Linked DNA regions of Mus musculus: region 1 is linked to region 2. Evidence: chromatin contacts called from public HiChIP or PLAC-seq data. All regions are on one chromosome and are shown on one strand. Each heading gives the region's core, a stretch centred on a gene start, on an enhancer-like site or on the middle of the called end of the contact. The rest is flanking DNA. Distances are from core to core; before and after follow the strand shown.

The links. HiChIP or PLAC-seq counts read pairs in DNA pulled down with a chosen protein or histone mark.
Region 1: a contact with region 2 is called in an H3K27ac HiChIP or PLAC-seq map of embryonic stem cells, with 8 read pairs. The contact joins the enhancer-like site here to the promoter of Zc3h15 in region 2. A contact is called at or near these places in 1 of 39 promoter capture datasets (hippocampal neurons), 1 of 15 datasets of contacts at CTCF or cohesin (the NIH/3T3 cell line), 2 of 484 Hi-C or Micro-C datasets (both in embryonic stem cells), 4 of 115 datasets of contacts at active chromatin or transcription factors (bone marrow-derived macrophages and embryonic stem cells) and 3 of 9 other capture datasets (adipose tissue, liver and pancreatic islet).

Annotation. Positions count from the first base shown.
Region 1 is chr2:83,690,713-83,693,821 of GRCm38.p6, reverse strand. No RefSeq gene overlaps it. Among named protein-coding and RNA genes, the nearest start is that of Itgav, 32 kb to the left of the region's middle. Within about 2 kb of position 1,316, at least 25 of the 459 cell types and tissues checked have an H3K27ac peak or open chromatin away from gene starts, as enhancers often do. A contact at or near this core is called in embryonic stem cells, where this site is marked.
Region 2 is chr2:83,643,212-83,646,003 of GRCm38.p6, reverse strand. It overlaps Zc3h15 (zinc finger CCCH-type containing 15), which reads right to left and starts at 1,426. Exons shown (of 10, transcript NM_026934.3): 1 at 1,277-1,426. The coding sequence starts at 1,351.

The DNA.
Region 1 (3,109 bases), core at 67-2,566, 48 kb before region 2:
TGTATACAAACTCAAACGGGCTGCACTCGGGTTGTTCTCTCTCCTTTGTGTGCAGAGTGATCCCAGTATACTGGAACAATAAAATTCCTCTTGCTTTTACATTGATCCCCGACTCCGAGTTGTTCACTCAGGGTGTCTCTGGTAAGCTAAGGCTCGCCAGAGTCTTACATAACCAGGTACAGCAGTCAGGAGGCCCAAAGGTACAGAAGGAGCAAGATGGTTGGATGTTGGGGTAATCTTTTTGTCCACAGTGTAAAGGTTGTCTTTGCATTATTCAAATGTTGGCTTCTGCACTGGAGGAGAGCTGAGTAACGTCCAGACTTGGTATTGTTACTTTTTATGGATCAGTATTTTGTAAACACTCCTCTCCATCACCTTCCAATTGGTTTAATAAAGAGCTGACAGCCAATAACTGAGGCAGGAGGGGAAAGGCGGGACTTATGGGCAGAGATAGGAACTCTGGGGAATAATTAAGGGACAAGTATTTGCCAGGCAGACACAGAGGAAGTCAGACACATGGGGACTGAATGAGAAGTAACAGGCCTTGTGGCAAACTCAGATTAGAATAAATAGGTTAAGTTATATGAGCCAGCTGAGAGATAGCAAAGTAAGGTCTCAGCTTTCATAAATAAATATGAGTCTCTGTGTTATTATGGAGATGGAGATGGTTGGATCATATAGGGAAGATCAGTCCAGCTCTGCTGGAGCGTTTAGGGTGGGGGTGGAGTATGCCAGCCAGGGACTGAGGAATGCTGGGAGAACCTGGTAGCCAGGTCGGCTTTGATATGTTAAGTAGGCAGCTCAGCCATTTGTCTCGGATTGAAAGCTAACAGTAGGTTATTTACTCAGAGCTTGTGAAAGGAAGAAGAGAAGCCAGAAAGGACACCTCTGGACAGAACAGTGCTATAGAGGTCTAGCTGAGCCTACAAGTGGCACGGAGGAGGAAGAAAGGCTCAGGAGAACGGGATGCCCTCCTGTGCTCAACGGTGCATAAAGGCCAAGGAAAAAAAACTGAACGTGTTGCCAAACGTAGGGTAATTGGTAACTCTTTGAAGGAATTATGTTCAGAAAGCAAACCAAGGATGGAATCCAAATTTCAAGAAACCAAGGAAATGAGTGAGTGGTAAGAAAATGGAAGCCATGAGGGCATCCTCCTTGTTAATAATTTAGGAATTCAAACAGGAAGAGCAAATGAAAACACCATTCAGTCCAGAAGGTTCTTGGTGGAATAACACGGCAGAGGAAAGAAGGGAAGAGCCTCAGGCCTCGGGCTGAGCCTCACCTCACAGAATCACCCATGGGTTCCTTGGGAGCCGGAGGGAAGAACCGGGCAGATTTTCAGTAATGGTGCGGGAGCTGAGGGACAGGACAGGCAATAAGAATGTGGAGCACGGTCTGTTGATGCCTACGAAGCAATGAGTGGGTAGTGTCTAGTGCGTAGCTGAGACAAGACACGTCTCACTATAAACCTGGCACCCCCACTTTCCCAAGCAACGAGAACTGTTCAGGTGTGTAAGTGATAGCAGCGCTTTCCCCACTATGTTAAACTGCTCTCTTTGTTTCTCTGTCATGGCAATTCTGTCTCTTCTTCCCCCTGGATCCCTTGCCCGTGCAATCTAAAGTCCCACCTCCATCTCCCTGCCCAGCTATCGGCTGTACAGCAATTCTTTATTACCAATCAAAGCCAGCTAGGGGCAGGGACCCTCAACGTCTGGAAGCAAGGCTTTTGGGAACCAAATTAAGACAAAGCATTAGAACCAATTCCTAACAGCTCCTGCCTCCGGGTTCCTGCCCTGGTTGAGTTTCTGTCCTGACTTTCTGTGTTGATGCACTGTGGTGTGGAAGCATAAGCTGAATAAACCCTTTATTTCTTTGGTCATGGTATTTTATCACAACAACAGTAATCCTAACTAAGACAATGTTTATTATATATTTCAAATTTATTATGGCAACAAAGAGTAGAATTTTCACATCGCTCTCATTGTCTAACAAATGAAGGATCCCAGCAAATATTTTTAAAATTGTTTTAAAGTTAATTTGAGGAATATACATTTAATAATCAAAGAATCAAAAAGTTTTCTGGAAAAGATTATTGTATCAGAACACCTTAGTCTAAACTGACACAGATTAGGGTTTTTTAAAAATGCTGTGAACTTAGCTTTATTAATCAAATTTATGATATTAAGTATGGAAAATCCATAGAATAAAAATGATTTCATAAAAGACAAATAATATAAGAGCGATACTTTTTTTCTTTTTTTTGGTTTTTCGAGACAGGGTTTCTCTGTGTAGACCAGGCTGGCCTCGAACTCAGAAACTCACCTGCCTCTGCCTCCCAAGTGCTGGGATTAAAGGCGAGTGCCACCACCCCCTGGCTCAAAAGCGATACATTTTTTTGTGGAAATGAATTTTTTGGTGCAAAAATAATCTAATGACCCTATTAATAATTTATAGCACCATACAATAAAACTTAGTTCATAAACTGACTGAAGTTGAGTTGGAGATTTTTAAAAGCCCCATTTCTTTGAGTCATATATATGTTATTGAATATAATATATAATATTTATATAATATAATATATAATAAATATATATTATTAAAAATAATTTTTAACCATTTTTTTCCGGTGCGGAGGAGAAAAGCGTCTCATGTAGACCAGGCTGCCTGGGCTGCCATTTACTATGTAGCTGAGGTTGGCCTTGGACTCCTCATCCTCACATCTTCATCCCTCAGATTTTAGATTTTAGATGTCCCAGCATGGGCACAGCTCTCTTCACTTTGCTTTTCGGGGTTTGGTGGAGCATGGGATCACTATGTAGCTCTAGTTAGACTTGAACTTGCGGATCTTCATCCCACAATCACTTAAGTTCTGGGAATGCAGGCATGACTGACTTGATGTTCTAAAAATATGCCGGTGGTAGGAAACAACTGTTAACCTGCACAGAGAGAGCGCTTCGCCTGCTTTGGCTGTGAGGCTATTCTATTGTTAAGAACTGCTCGATTGATTTTCAGAGTCAACACTGCCCAATGTCAATTGTAGGAAGTTCCCTGTAACAGTGTCATTGAACAGAGGGGACCGCCTCAAAGGCTCCACTGTATTTCGACTTGT
Region 2 (2,792 bases), core at 177-2,676:
TTTTTCTTTCTTTTATTTTCCCTTGGACAAGAGTTTCTCTGTGTGCTCTGGCCATTCTGTAGACCAGGCAAACTGTCTACTGAGATGAAAGGCACACACCAGCACTGCTTGGCAACAGTTTTGCTTCCAGATGTTTGGCTACGGCAGTTCTACCTTAGAACTCCAACAGTCAGTAAATTATTAGATGTGTTCACATTAATTTTATTTAAATTAAATCAGCCAACTTTAACTACATACAATCTGACAAAAGATTAATCTCATTAGCGTGTATAAAGGAACCCTGGCGAATTCTCACTTCTATCTTTCAAGGCTATAACAATCAAATGTTGAAAAAAAACGATCATAAGCAAACATCTCATTTCGAAACCCCAAACATTCATTCTGGCTATTTTAATAAGAACGAGCCTACTAAAGGTTACTTTATACTCAGATGCTGTAAAATAGTCATCTTTTCTTCCAACTACATCCAAGTCTATGAGGTACCATTTACTTTTAAATGAGGATTAGTATGGAAGAAATACGTTTATCGAATGTGAAATTTCATTACCTATCTTAAGGAAACTCAAGTAGACAATCGTTGTAACCTGAGGAACATTTAAGAACATCAGTACCTTGCCTCACTCACTGAATGCCTACAAGTTCAATGCATTAAAAGACGCTCGTGTGTGTGTGTGTGTGTGTGTGTGTGTGTGTAGGTAAACTGGGAGCTCCCAATTTAACATAGGTACTGTGACAGAGCCTACGTTTAATTCAGACTCCATGTATGAACGAAGCATTCTGTACAAAACCGCTGGGCCACGCTTTTTGGGAAACCTCTGTTCTTGACACGAAAGTTTCCAGATGGACCAAACACCAAAAGAAACAACAACAACAAAAAAGTGGTAAATAGTCCGCTGGCTCTTGAAAATGAACAGCGCTACCTCTCACTGCCTGATAAAGAAAAAAACCAAACCCAAGGCGTCAGGTCAGTCAGGAGGGGCCTTCCAGAGCGCCACTCAGCTTGTTTTTTCAGGCACAGCCCGAGGAGCCGCGGAAAGTCGTGAGCATCGAAAGGCCGGGCCGGGGGTCCCTGGGCGGCCGAGTGGGCGCGGCGGGCGCGTGGGTGGAGACGCGGCGAGCGCGGGGGCGCAGCGGCCTCACTACAGCGATGAGGGGCGGCGAGAACCACTTCAGTCGGGGCCCACCGGGCCGGGCGCCGACACGTGGCCCCGGGGAGCCGCGCTCCGCAGCCCGGCGAGCCCCAGCCCGGTGCGGCGGGGAGGGGGAGGGGACGTACCTCGATGATCTTCTCCTTCTTCTTCTGCTCCGCCTTCTTGCTGCCCCCGGCCTGAGCCTGTTTCTTGGGGGGCATCGCGGAGGCGGGGGGCACCGGGCCGACTGCGACGCAGATGGCTACCGTCGGGGCGTCCGGCAGCTCGGCGGGAGCAGGAAGACCCAGCCGCCGCCGCAGCGCACGGAAAGCGACTCGCTCATTCGCCGCCCGGATGTGGCCTTTGCGACAGCACGGCGCCGCTATGCACTGTGGGGCGCGAGGCGAGGCGCCCGGAAGTGGAGCTGCGCGTGCGCTCCGGCTGCGCCGAGCCGGGAGGGGGCGTGGATGAGACGTGGGAACTGGGAAAGGCGCGGCGTGTGACGCCTCCTTTTGGTGAGGCGCTTGCCACTTGCTTGGCTTCGTCCTTCATTAGCACCGCGAGTGATGCCTCCTCACCTCACTTGTATAGACCCCTGGCGTAGAGAGTTCTAGATCTAGTTAGCACTGGACAGTACCATCTTGAGTAATCACGGAGCGGCTGCATCAATTATGAGCTACTGTCTTGTCCTCTGGAGGGGCAGGGTTGCAATGCAGCACCTTCAGTATGAAGTTGCGTAAAGAAATAAAGTTTCATTTGGAGATCGTCAGACGTGGAGTCCTAGTGGGTGAAATCCTTAGTTTCTCTTCAAGTCCTGTACTAATTTTAGGGGGCTGCCTTAACGATTCCGGAAAAAAAAAAATCACTATTTTACTATGTCAAACTAGCCTAACAGTATGGGCCAAGCCCAATTTAAGGTTAGTTTAAGTGTTTGGTAAATTCCATAATGACTTTACACACACGATTTCACTCATTACATCTACACTGAGGTACGAATGGTTAACTGTTAGCACTGTTTGAGATGAAACGCAGAAAGAAAGGTGGCTAAATGTAAAATCCAAGATAAGAATTTCAGCCTGGTTAGTCTTGCTTCAGGGCTCTGTTTATATTGTAGACTAAACCAAAAGTATGGCTTTTGATATGCAAATGAATCTACTATTTTTTATTCAGCCAAATACTGACTTTAAAAAAGCACACAATGAATGGCTGTTCTTTTGCATGGTTACTGTTTTACCTACATTGATTAACAGAAGAATCATCCTTCCAGAGAAGGGAGTTATTAGTTTTTCAACAATTTCATAAGCAGAAAACTACTTTGGAACCCTAATGCCACCATGAGGGAAATGGACAGTGTTCATCTGATGGCAACCAAAGCAAAAAGAGACACTTAGGGGCAGGGGACCCAATATTCCTTTCAAGGGCTTTCCCCAGTGATCTACTTCCCTTCATGTGTTCCACTCTCCCTAGGAGTGTCACCCAACTCAACAGGAGCCTTTGTGGAACACTGTGACAGTTTACTTTTCTGTATTATTTATTCTTCAGAAGTTGATTAAGAATTCCTGTAGTAGCAGAATGTAGTAATCTTAATATCCCCCTTTTTAGTGATTCATTTAATGTCTCTAATTTTAAAGAATTTTTTTATGGCAATCGTAAGTATGGAAA